Regions from separate parts of the Mus musculus genome. Here region 1 is linked to region 2. A link is a contact called in public HiChIP or PLAC-seq data. All regions are on one chromosome and are shown on one strand. The core of a region is the stretch at or near the end of the contact, and the rest is flanking DNA. Distances in the headings are between cores, read along the strand shown.

Region 1 (6,570 bases), core at 2,489-4,988, 440 kb before region 2:
TAGATGGCTCAATGGTTCAGAGCGCTTGCTGCTCTTGCAGAGGACCTGGGTTCAGTTCTCAGCATCTACATCAGATGGCTCACACGCATTTGTAACTCATGTTCAGGGGAGCAGCGTGTATGCTCTCCTCTGGCCTCCACGAGTACCTGCATGCTCTGGACACATACAGACAAGGAGGTAGGCAGGCATACCCGTCAATAAACATTTAAAAAGAAAACACATTGATCATGCATTGCTCTTACTCACAAAGAAAATAACATCATCTTAAAATTTTCCCCAAGGCCCGTGCAATCGTGACATGTGGGATGCTAGTAGGAAAACAACATGTTTCAATCCAGGGGCCAAGGTCAATATTGTCCTAAAGCAATCAGCAAAGGAAGGGCTTTGGAGGCAGAGAAAGAAGGCACAGGTCCAAGTTACCTAGTGAATTTATAGGAAAAGGGAATTCAGGGGCTAACATTCGAGGCCCAGGAACCCCATTTCTGACTGAGGAAATGTACGTTCCTTACTGGGACTGAGACTATCTAGCATGGGAGGATGGATTTAACTCTAGGCCTTGACGTTACTCTCCTGCCCAGTTTGGGGAAGTCGAGGGAACCCTCCATTTGTTTCCTCATCTTACACATGGTAATAATGGTGACTTCCCACAGGACTGTCTGCTCGGGAGCATTCGGATGAGCTTCAAGTATCCAGCCCTGGGCAAAGGCTTGTTCTGATGACTCTGCCACACCACACGCTGAAAGGCCTGAGCTTTGGCTCACAAGCCCAACTTCCCTGCAATAGTGACAACTGAATTGCACAAGGCTGAAAGGTCGACTTTCTCCCCATGTGCTTTTTCCCCAGAACACACAGAGGAGAAAGCCTCCTCAGGCCAGTTCTGCTGAGGCTGGCATCTGACTGACCCCTCAGCCCAGGCCTCGGGGCCCTGTGCGGTTAGGCAGCCGGTGAATGTGCGTACACGAGAAGCCTGTGGAGTGTTCTGTTCTTTGCATCTCGAGACAGACTTAGATGCATGAAGCAGATATCTCCATTCATGTGAGAGGCTGAAACATATGCTTGCTTGCTTGCCTTAGGGGCTGTGAACCAAAGGAGGCACACGGCAGCGTTCGCTTCTCATCGCAATCCTGTTTTGACTTCTTCTGCACCAGGCACCGGCTGTATAAGTCCTGACACCTGTTATCTCTCCCCCAGCAGATCAAAAACAGTCGAGCTGCATTTGTTTGAAATGTCAAAAGTGATACAGAGAGCTGGGATTTCACAGTCTCCGTGATAAGAGCAGGCCATCAGAGACACATAAAGAAGCTAGGAGAGTCAGACTGTGGCGTCAGGGGCACGCCCTAGCTTCTCCATTTGCTCCGCTCATTTCAATGTACACGCCACCAACACTCCATTTTTAAGATTCAGTGTTGGAAGAGACTACAGAGCTCCCTTACCCACCAGCCTCACTTGACAGACGATGAAAAGTATATCCTAAGAGATGGCATATCATGCCAAATACCATATGGTGAATTAACTCCAACAGAAGAAAAGAATAACAAAAGCTCAGAGAAGAAGTTGGATCCATGCCCGTATCATGCCCAGGCATCTGGCCAAAGCAATTAATCCTGTGAAAAAATAATTAAAAAAAAAACCCCATAGCTTTATGTGGAAATTAAAAAAAAATACTAATGTTTGAACCCCTCCCCTGTGCACGAAACTCTGTTCTATCGCCTGGGGACTGGCATTCCTCGAGTACCATAGACCATTGTAATCTGCAGCTGGGATTGAGAGCCTCATAGAATATATCAGGAAAATGATTGGAGCCCAAAGACACAAGAATGAGTCTGGGCCTTTTCCAGATCATCAGTGTGGCCCTGGGCAAGTTGCTTAATGGCTTCTATCTCATGTTCCCATTAATCCTTATGTCACATGAAACCCGAAGCCAGGATGAAGCAATGCTCATGAAAGTGACTCAAGTGCTGTGTGCCTGTGAGTCCAGACCCCTGAGAGACAGCCAGCAGGACACTTTCCTAGAACTTCTTTTTGATATTCAGTAATTGAATTCGACTCTGTCATAGTTACTGAATTTCTACTAGAAAGGAACATGATGTTAGGTGCTGGTCACATGACCATGAAGACCTACAAAGATGAAGACATTGGTTACATCCCTCGGAAGTGGGAAGTGGACATTTAAATCAGTAGCCACGCCAGAGATGACAAGAAATATGGCCACAGATGAGAACAAAGGAAGAGATGCCATGTCTGAGGGATGGAGATCAGAAACGAGGACACAATGTTGAGCGAAATACCTGGGAGGGTTGTCCTAAATTGAGGGTTAAGCATATACAACGGTGAGCTTTTGGGATGGCTGAGGCACAGGTAAGGCAGAATATCATTCCACAGTACAAAGGAAGAAAAGCCATTGTTTCAGAAGAAGGGAAAAATGAACAAAACCAAAGGACAACTTTACAAGATCAGAATGACGGAATGAACTTTTAGAGACAGCTCTTCCTCCTAGGCATAGGTCAATGCAATCCAAAGTTACACAGATGGAAGCTCACTCTTTATTGGCCCTGGACTGAGCAAGTTACCAGGTGACTGAAGAAAAGAAACAAATAGAAACTTTCCTGATTTAAAGGAAAGCGAATGGAAAATAGGTGTGTAGGGACTTAACACATCTCCAGAGTGTGTTTCCTTGCTCTTTTTGACACTTACAAGTGATAACAATAATTAGGATAGTTGGGGTTTCAGACTCTGGTAAAGCTTATAAGAAATGCCTGGTGAGGAACATGAAGGGACACAAGAAACAGGGAAGGTTGAAGAGCTTCAAGCCCATTAGAATTTAAAGTGGTAGGTTTCTGAATCCCACATGCTCCTTAAAAAAACTGTGGTGTCTCTTTAAGAGCCATTTGGTGCATTTCCTAGCCTGATTCATGTCACCAGCTGCCTCTGATTTCAGTGAGAAATGCAGAATTTATAGGGAACTGTAAAATGGGGACAGGTTTCTAGTTTTCTAAATTGAGGTTTAACTGGCAAACTTCTGAAGGCTCAAGAAACCACAAGTGAGGCTGTGGGGGGAACTGTTGTCTTTTCCGGTCAGAAAAAAAAAATATAAACACACAAACACATTATCTAACTCTCAAAGTGTTGGGAGAAAGAAATCAGTGCTCTTTGCCGAGCAGCAAAAAGAAGAATCAGCCTTGTGGGCAGGAGGAGGAGGAGGATCGCATTGGCCAGTAGGCAGCACCCTGTGCTGGCAGAGAGAGAAATCTGAGCCTCAGCCTCGCCAGGAGCAGGCTTTGCACAAACTATCTGGTTTCAAGTTGCGACTCTCCGGAGTCCCTGGGAAGGTGCCCCAGGGACAGGGCCCCCAGGATTGATGAGACTCCCCCATCCCCAGCCGCCCAGAGGATAAGCAGGTGAGTCTGCCTAGAGACAAGGTCAGACCCAGCGGGCTGCTCTCCACTCGGTCCCCTGACCAGGCACTCACCTCATTTTCCTGCTCTGTGAGCTCCTGGCTTTGGTTCCTTCTGCCAGACTTGTCTGTGAGCTCGTCCCAGTCCCCGGTGTGGTGTCAGCGATGCCTTATCTTTGTTCTGAGGTCCCTGTGTGTCTCTGGAATTGGCTGGCATTCTCCATTCAGGTCACGCCTTCTCCTGCCTGCAACAGATCCCCTCTCCCCCTCTCCCTCTGGCTTTCCCTCTCTCCTCTCTCTGTCTGAGCTTATGTACACTCGGAGGGACCTGACAGACTGTTTCCTTGCAAGATCTGTTAGCCAGTCCCCTCCTAGGGAGGGACTGCAGCCCTTGAGAAAAAAATCTGAGAGACTTAGAGGTGTGTGTGTGTGTGTGTGTGAGAGAGAGAGAGAGAGAGAGAGAGAGAGAGGAGAGAGAGAGAGAGAGTAATTTCTCTTCAGCCTCCCTTGCCTGATGGCTATAATTGTTCTACTTTAGGACCCCAGCAAAAGAACAATTAAACAGAAACAGCCAACTAAAAAGGCAGTTCTAGGAGATTATAAAAAAGAAGGCAGATTCCAAGCCTCAGCCTGTTCGTGGACATCCACAGGTTTTTTTTTTTTTTTTTTTTCCTTCTGAAAACCTCGTGGCTGGCCCCGCTGGTGAGGGAGCACCAGTTCCTGCAGTTGGCTACTTACTCTCCCCACTTGAAAGGCTGCTGCGTGGCACTGTCTAACTGCAAGCATGCAGAGATCTAATTTACCCAGTTGGGAAAAAGGCTTCAGCAAAGCCAGAGAGCCAGGTGCCCCATGCATCTAGAAAGAACTGTGCCTGTGTGCTGTCAGTGCCTCAGGCCCCATAGAGAAACGTACAGCAGATCTATGCTGAGCTGAGTAATAAGAGAGCCCTCTTCCTAAAGACAGCACCACATATAACCCTCTCCACAGCTAACCCCTACTGTAACTCCACCACAGTATCATCTCTGCAGTCCGACATCTCAGTCCGACAGAGGCCCTTCCACAGTAATAACCCCAACACACAAAAGTGGCAGCCTGCGCTGAAGGGCGTGTGAGGTGGGTGGGCCCGCTCACCTGCATCATTTCAGCGCCAGGCACAAACGCTGTCTAAATCACTTCCACAAACTTCTGAGGGTTCTCTCTGATGGATCTTTTCCAGGTGGGAAAATGATGTCTTAACAAGATTATAGGACTGGCCAAGGCATCCAGGATCCCACTACCACTTCTGGAGCCATTGCCACCTCAAGCCAGCTGTTAGAAGAGCCACTGGGCGCTAACCCTGGCCCCACTCGTTCCTTCGAGAACCTTGTCCAGGCCTGTGGTAGCATTATAACTCCAGTAAAGAAAGTGCCCAGAGGAAGTGGTCATACACTTAGGAAGGGAGGAAGAAGTCCATCTCTCATGGGTTCCATGACACCACGTCTCGGTAACGTATCACAGAGCACGTGGCGTTTGCAAACCACATACATCCACTAACAGAGAAACCGAGTCCTGAACTATTTCAAGCGCTTTAGATGCTGATCCAGACTTTAACGGTGATCTATGTTTTCTGACCAACCTGGCTGCGTACAGCACTGTTTCAGATCCCATCTCTTTGTTCGCTGAATGGAAACTGTAACGAGGCACAAGTGAGAATTTGAGGATGAGCTGCTTTTCAGTCATGCAGAAGGCCACCTGCCACCTGAATCAAGGTGCCAAACACATTCTCCACCCTGAGATAGCTCTCCTTGACGTATTTTGGGGGGAGCAAAGATTTGACATTTACTGTAACCCCTTCTTGTCTTTCCTCCAAGTTCTCCAGTTTAGCTTTCCTGAGTGCCAGCCTTGTGTGATTGGCATGATTATGAGGCTCTGGCTGATAATGTAGTGTAAGTGTGTGTGATGAGGAGGGAGGTTTGAACTCAGGCATTGCCCGAGAGAAATGGTCTCTGTTTCAGGCAGGACAAGAAAGAAAACCCTGTAAAATCTCCATTAAGCAGACTGTCAGGCTCTTTAGACATCAAATAACTCTCACAAAAAAACATTTTAATGATTTAAGTGTAAATGAATCAGAAACACATGGGCTGCATTTCTTTTGGAATACACAAGGGTTTTCAAACCAAAGGAGAAAGAACTTGGCAAGACGCACACAGTGCACAGTGGCCTTGCCCGGGGAAGGAGTCCGGCAATTCTCCCTGCAGCTGAGCCCACCCTCTCTGGAGTTAGCATATGTTAAGGAAAGGCGTTCACTCTAGATCTGGGCACAGAGGGAAGAGTTTGAGAGGGAAAGCCATAAGCTACCCCTTGTAAAGTGTCACAGAGAGCAATTAGACCTCCAGAAATAGCTTCTTGCCCTAGCTTTTTAAAGACTGCCAGTGATCAATGGGAGACACTTGAAGGGTATTCTGAGTGAACATTCTAGCAATTTGCAGCAGCTCTGCTATATGGCGTCCTTAGGTGTCAGCCAAGGCTCGGTTGGAGCTGCTGGAATGCACACAGTCACAGAGGTGCAGTGGAGGCTCTGGGTGTGTGACTCCTGCAGCTGCCCACTGGCTTGCACTATGCTTTTAATGAAGACTCCCTGAGGTGTCTCCATCATACCCAGGTGTGAGAGGATGGCCGTGCTGCTCTGGGGTTTGGAGCACTGGGCTGTAGTCCCAGTAGTTGCAGCTTCAGGCAAGTCACCTACTTTCTTTGTGGGGTATCAGTTCATTGAGTGTGAGCACATAGAACATGATGTGGGCTTGAGAAGATGCACGGATGAGAGGCTGCTCGCCTGCACTGAGGTAGGAGGCCAGAGGAACCCCACAGTGGTGTCGCTTGCTTTCCCTGTGGTTCTGACAGTGTCGTCATTCATTATTCAGAATCCTATCACGGCTATTAAGAAAAATTATGTTTGGAAAGATTCAATTAGTCTCTTTAAAAGTTTGACAAAAAGTGGCTTAAAATGCACACAAGGAACCAATAGTTCTTAGTTCTAAGCAAAGAAATGGGGACAACAGGGGTGAGCTCAGAGCCCTGGCCTTCTCGCCACAGTCAGGAAGCCCTATCTATCAGAAAGGCAGCTTATGTGAGAATGAGTCCTATAGTTTTCCTACCCTGGAACACCGGGGTTTACATTTTCTACCAAAGTATTTATT
Region 2 (6,672 bases), core at 1,418-3,917:
ATAACAGAAATGCCTACCACAAGCATCTGGAAATCGGTCTCAGGCCTTAGAGACTATGTTTGCTTTCTGGCATTTGGTGTTCTTTTCCAAATGATAAAGGAATTGAACTGCAGACTCTTCTTGGCCAGACCACCTTACAACACTTACAATAACAAGTAGCAACATGTTAAAGAGTCCCTTAGGCGTAAAGCTCTCCTGGCTGTGATGGCTGGTAAACCCGGGATTGCCTTCACAAGTTGAAATGCAATGAGCAACCATAGTCTCCAGTGAAAGGGATTTTCACCCATCTTGAAATGCTGTATCCTATAAAATTCAGATCGTTTCTATTTCATAGATACCAGCTTGAGGCTGACCTGTTCTCATGTCTGTATAACCCAAGTGCCCTTGCTCACCAAACACTATGTTGTTCACTGATGTTTATTTGTGAGGCCCACCAAAGGTAGAAACGACAAAACTAGTTAGAATTGGAAAAAAGCATCTACTGGGCTGGGGCCAGCACCACTGTCTCTGTCTCTCCTCCTCTGAGGCAAGAAGCCCTTGGTGAGCTCCTGGGAGGTCCCCAAGGCCAATTGTCTGGCCCCAAGAAGGAATTCAAATCTCAAACCCCTGGACCTCTAGTGTGTGGGAGAAACACAAGAGAAAGAGTTGTGATGCTGGGGCCATTTGTGAGAACTTTACAAGCAGTCTCTGTTGTGAGTTTAATTGTGTCCCTTTCAAAATTCATAGTTTGAGATTTTTATCTGGAGTGTCTGAGAACATGCCACTGTTTCCAAACAGATTTGTTACATAGCAATTAGTGTCACGCTTTTCTTATTGTTGTGACAAGCATACCTAATAAGTTACTTAGGGGAGGAAGGGGTTAGTTAGTTAGATAGTTAGTTAGTTGGTTAGTTAGGTCGCTAGTTAGTTAATTAGTTGATCTAGAACTCCAGCCACTCACATTTCGAGTGAGTCTTCCTGTCTCAATTAACATAATTTAGCTAATTCCTCATAGACTCTCCTAGAAATTTGTCTCCTGGGTGGTTCTAGCTATTGTCAAGTTGATAATCAATAGTAGCTATTTCAGGTCCACCCCTCAACAACTTGACACCCAAGCATGTCATGTGGAAGCCCTACCCTTCCATTTCTTGTCCCCGAAGGCTCAAGGGCATTTCCTAGGGCAAAAGGCATTCTGTTCAACTTTAAGTCCCCATAGCCTTTAGCAGTTCCAACACTGTTTGAAAGTCCAAAGCTCGAGTCTCTTCTGAGATTTAAGGCAATCTCTTAGCTGTAAGTTCTACTTTAGAGAAATCCTATTTGCATAGTTCTGATAGATAACGAATGCACAGAGTAAGCATTCCCGTTCCGAGATGGAGAAATGAGGATGTCACAAAGTTGTACCAGACCACACCAAAATGTCCTGAAGCTCTCTCTATGTTCAGGATTGAAAGCTTGCGATAACATCATCTGCACAGAAAGGAGCTGAGCACGGTCACAGCAAGGACCACTTCTTGACACCACTATTCTGTAGTAGCTACTTTTCTCCTTGCTGTGACCCAATCTTCAACAAAAGGAAAGATAAAGAGAGGTAAGTTTATTTCAGGTCACAGTTCAAGGGAGTATAAACTGTCAAGGTGGTGAAGGCATGGTGGCTGGAGAATAAGGTATCGAACCATATTGTATCCCGCTAGGATATAAAGATATATGAGAGCTGGTTGCCCAGTTGACTTTCTCCTTGTGTGTGTGTGTGTGAGAGAGAGAGAGAGAGATGCTCCTAGGGACTGAACCCAGGCCTTCAGCATCAGACCACAGTTCATGGAATGGTGTCATTACATTTAGGGTAGGTATTCCCACCTCTGTTAAACAAATCTAGAAATTTCCTCGCAAACATGCCCAGAGGTTTGTCTCTTAGGTGAGTCTAAACACTGTCACATCGAAGTAAATATTGATTAGTACAAGATCATTGAGACCCACAGGCATTACCCAACGTGACTGTTGTGCCCTTGGATTTTCATTATGGTTTTCCCTTAGCCTTAAATTTTTCTTCTATATAATAGTTCTGCACATTTGTTGGATATATGAGTGCTTTTGCCATTAAAGGCTTTTAATAATCAAATCTACAAGTCCCCTATCTTGTGTATCATGTCTTTACAGTAAAATTATGCAACATACTTTCTTTTACCTAATTTTTGAAATAGTTGATACAATATTGTTAATAATAGTTATTGTTGTGGGCACTAGAACACCACACATCATTCTCTTTTTTTGAAAAGCAGTCTCATGAAATGGTTCCAACACATTTAGGGCAGATCTCCCACCTCAATTAACCAAAAGTCCCCCATAAACATGCTCGGGGTCTGTGAGACTAGATCTTGTCACATTGTGCCTGTTGGGCCCGCTTGCCTAACAGCGTGAGCTCCGGGTTCTGTAGAAGCCATTCAACTGCACACAGTAGGCCCCTCCTTTGTATACCACGTTTTCGTTATCCATTCATGCGTTGGTAGATACTAGGTCGTTTCTACTTCTTCCTTTCTGTGATTTGTGCTGCACTGGGTACGGGGTGCTAGGCTACCATTGTGTTCCCTCTGGATGAGTATCTCTAGCCATCAGAATGTCAGATCATCCGCTAACTTGTGTTTCTAATTTTTGAGGAACTTTCGTACTGCTTTCCATAATGGCATTACTAATTTACATTACCAAGAATAGTGTGTAGAGTTCCCCTTTCTCCTAGTACTTGCCCCTTTGGTAACAACTGTTCTAGTAAAGTAAAAGCTCACTGTGATGCTAATTGCATTTCCCTGATGAGTGACAGAACTGAGAGCTTCTTTCATATTTCCCTTGACCATTTAAATGTCTGGATAAATGTCCATTCATGTTTATAAAATTTTTAGAAATATATTCATTTGTTTTATTTATATAAGTACTCTGTAGCTATCTTCAGACAAACCAGAAGAGGGCAACAGATCCCATTACAGATAGCTCTGTGCCATCATGTGGTTGCTGGAAATTGAACTCAGGACCTCTGGAAGAGCAGTCAGTGCTCTTAACTGCTGAGCCATCTCTCTCCAGCCCATTTATACCATTTTTATATCACCATCACCACCACCACCACTGTCACCATCATCCATGCAGTAGCAGCAGCAGCAGCAGCAGCAGCAGCAGCATATCTGTGTTTGCAGGCACATAGGCCACAGTGTGCCTGTAACGATCAGAGCACAGCTCTGTGGACTGGGTTCTCTCCCTTCATCTTTAAATTAATTCCTGGGATGAAACTCAGGTCGCCAGGCTCGTGTGGCAAATGCCTTCACTCACTGAGCTGTCTCACCAGCTCCTGCATCGATTTTGACTCTAATTGTTTCTCACTACTGAGCAGCTTGAACCTCATATATAATCCAGGCACTAACCCTTTGCGGAAGCTTTTTGGTTAGTGTGGTATAAAGAGGTTGGTTACACATGTACACGAGAGTGTGCACGTGCACATGTACACATGAGAAAAAGAGAGAGACAAAGACGATGTTTTCATAAGCCAGAAGAGAATCAAAGATGGTCAGACAGCCATCAGAGGCTATAAGTGAAGCTTGGAACAGACTCTCACACAACTCAGGAGAATCCACCCTGCTGGCATCTGGTCTCAGAAAGCCAGCCTCCAGGACTTGCACGAAGCCCTTCAGATTGTCTTACTTTGATACAGCAGCCTGGACAAACTTCAGAGATGGTGACATTGAGCAAGATAGCTCTTTCCAAACAGATGAGGCCATTCCATGGAGAAGCCCGGGGCTCTTGAAACCTTCAGGATACTGATCTCTGGCTTAACTGCTCAGCAAAGCTGGCCACCACATAGTGAGTGTCCTGAGAGAGTGATGTGTCATTCCACCTATGTCCTTCTCAAGGCCCCAGGATTCCTACGATCATCATTTATTGGCAATCATTTTAATGCCTTTTGGTATTTTTTTCTACATTGTTCATGTTATAGTTTTCAAACTTAACTGAAAATGTTCTGAGGGCCTGGTTCATACTCTGGAATTAAGTGATCTCTCTGATCAAAGTTCTTGCAGTGACACTTGATGTGATGTCTTCCTGTTCTTGGTTTGGTTTTCTTGACTATGTGAAATTATTATAGTCCCTAAAGAGTCTCATTTACCATCGTCAATGATTCTGACTCTGTATGTGCTTGCTACCTAACCAAACCTGCCTGCTTAGGATATAAAGACAGCAGCTTTGTATGATGTCACACAATTTATATGTCACACACTTTGCATGATGTCACGCACTTTGTATGATGTCACACACTTTGTATGATGTCACACTCTTTATGATGTCACACACTTAGAATCTCAGCCATGGGGAGGCTGAGACAAGATGACAGCAAGTTCAAGGACAGCTTGAGTATGCAGTGAGTTTGAGACAGGCCTGGGCTACATAGACTATCTTCAGGTCTCTCTTGTGTGTTAAATGTCCTAAGCAACCATTCATCTAGGGTGGTCAGTTGCCAAAGGTGGGTACTAAGGTACATCTCAAGTTTCCATCTGAGACTCCAAGCCTTTTCTGACTTGACGTACCTCTACGTAGATGCCTGCTTTCCTAGTGCCCACGGACGTACTCTCCCCTTTCAATGTAAGTGCCCCTTAACACTACACTGGTTGTATTGTGTCTCATGACCCTGGCAGGATAGAATCCCTCTTTCTCCTCTTTAGGGATTAGAGGAAGTTGGTCTTCTCTATTGGTCACGGTATTTTTGGTAAACCAAGGTTTGTGTTTTTCCTTGGAGGAATCCAAGAACTGTCAGCCACCATTCATTAAGAAGTTTAGACATGCAGCCAAGGAGATGGCTTAGTTGCTTTTCGAGGTTGGCAAAGCCAGTTCCAGTCTCCAGAAACCACAGAAATGTTGGTTTGCTTTGGCAGCTGCCTATAACCCTGTCACTTGGAAGGTGGATATTGGGGGTCCCCAAGGACCAGCTGGCTTGGTAGACTGACCAAATCAGGGAGCCCTGGATTCAAATGAGAGACCTTGCCACAATAAATGATGTGAGAAAAGACTGAGGAAGATAAACCATATGGCCTCCACTTATGTAAACATGGGTTCCCACACGTAGGTCCACACACACACACACATACACACACACACAACTTCCAACAGCAGTACCTGTTTTATTAATTATAACCAGTTACAAGTTTTGCTTTAGCTTAACACTAAATTGAATTTTACTCCAAAGATTATGAGTGTGGGAAAGCAATAGTAAAAAGTGTGTATCCTTTATGAAAGTCACAAAGCTATCATCAGAAAAACCGTCTACTGTGAAATGCAGTGTATAGACCGGGCCGCATTTTATTGTAGTACCATAATTAACAGTGAAACTGGTAACTATTGTAAAATCGTCTCCAAAGTCTGCAGTCCTTTCATAGTACTCTTTCTTTACCTTTTAACCCCTGGAGCTGGAGTTACTGACTGTTGTGAGCTGCCGCATATGGGTGCTGATAACTGAACTCAGGTCTTCTGGAAGAGTCGTGAGCTTTCTCTGCTGAGCTACCTCTGTAGACCCTGGTGATGTTGTTCCTTGTAGCCAGTAATGCAAAATGATCAAGTTGCTATAAACAAACGTGTTTTGATTTCCTACCTTCTAGGGAAGCACTGCAAAAGCGTCATTCCTTAACAATTTCACACTTGAATTTAGCCAAAAGAAGAAGCAGTGTGAATACTTAACAACTTTCAATCATCTCAACTATTAGTTTGACTATAGATACTTTTCCCTTTGCCACTTCAGAGATTAGTAAATGACCCATATGTGTGCGTGTGTGTGTCATTTTCATAAACTATGAAATATAAATATGTATAAAATGTGGCTGTCAGCATAAACTGCGCTCTTGTTCCGAGAAATAGGAACCCACACAAACTAACCCATGTAAGGAGAAAGTCCAGGGCACAGGTACCCTATTGCAACTAGGTGTAGGAGATATTGGGTATCATAGAAATGTAAGTCCAGAAGCCTCCAGATGATAGCAGGCTCCACAGAACCCAGTGTTGGAAGATCATCTTATTTTAAGAGCCTGGCTCTGGGGATCTGCCACTGACGTGGCCTGACTGCCACCCAGGGGTCAGCTTTCCCCTGTTTCTTTTTCCGGGGTCCATCTTCTTAATGCTTTCCTGAGTATGCATCTGGAAGAATGCGAGACAATTTGTTATCAATCACTACCGTGAGTGAGGCAAAGAAATTAAAATAAGAAGCCTAGGTCCTAAGCATTGACTGAACTGTAAATTCTACAAAGGGTTAGGTGTGGCGTATGACACTCAGCTGTGTGACCCTAGGCAGGCCCTATTCATTTCATCATTACTAAATCAGAACACACCCCTGTACCTTCCTGGGGTTGGGGTTAGGTAGAGCCTGGTCTCTACACTTGCCCAGACACTAGATGGCAGCAGACTGTCTCCTTCAGTCACCTCACAGGTCAGAAGAGTCACTTAATGAGAGAGTTCTTGCCACTCTGCCACTTTCAGCTCCTTAACAGCTCTGCTTGTGTGGACTCACCCGGTCTACAGGCCTGCTGCTGTGGCTTAGGTATAGAGTCAAGCTCCCAAGCCCTCCAAAAGCAATTGTTTTAAAATGCTTGTCCTCAGGTGGTAGCACTATTCTAGAAGGTTCTGGAAACTTTAGAAGGTGAGACCTATATGGAGGAGATAGGTCACTCAGCACAT

The links. HiChIP or PLAC-seq counts read pairs in DNA pulled down with a chosen protein or histone mark.
Region 1: a contact with region 2 is called in an H3K4me3 HiChIP or PLAC-seq map of bone marrow-derived macrophages, with 7 times the contacts expected there. The contact joins the promoter of Masp1 here to the enhancer-like site in region 2. A contact is called at or near these places in 12 of 39 promoter capture datasets (the 3T3-L1 cell line, 3T3-L1-derived adipocytes, the HPC-7 cell line and 6 more), 2 of 15 datasets of contacts at CTCF or cohesin (the NIH/3T3 cell line and embryonic stem cells), 1 of 484 Hi-C or Micro-C datasets (bone marrow-derived macrophages), 9 of 115 datasets of contacts at active chromatin or transcription factors (bone marrow-derived macrophages, cardiomyocytes, embryonic basal ganglia and 5 more) and 1 of 9 other capture datasets (embryonic stem cells).

Annotation. Positions count from the first base shown.
Region 1 is chr16:23,517,077-23,523,646 of GRCm38.p6, forward strand. It overlaps Masp1 (mannan-binding lectin serine peptidase 1), which reads right to left and starts at 3,739. Exons shown (of 11, transcript NM_001359083.1): 1 at 3,470-3,739. The coding sequence starts at 3,474. It also overlaps a transcript of Rtp4 not described here.
Region 2 is chr16:23,956,199-23,962,870 of GRCm38.p6, forward strand. No RefSeq gene overlaps it. Among named protein-coding and RNA genes, the nearest start is that of Gm31527, 29 kb to the right of the region's middle. Within about 2 kb of position 2,668, at least 3 of the 459 cell types and tissues checked have an H3K27ac peak or open chromatin away from gene starts, as enhancers often do. A contact at or near this core is called in bone marrow-derived macrophages, where this site is marked.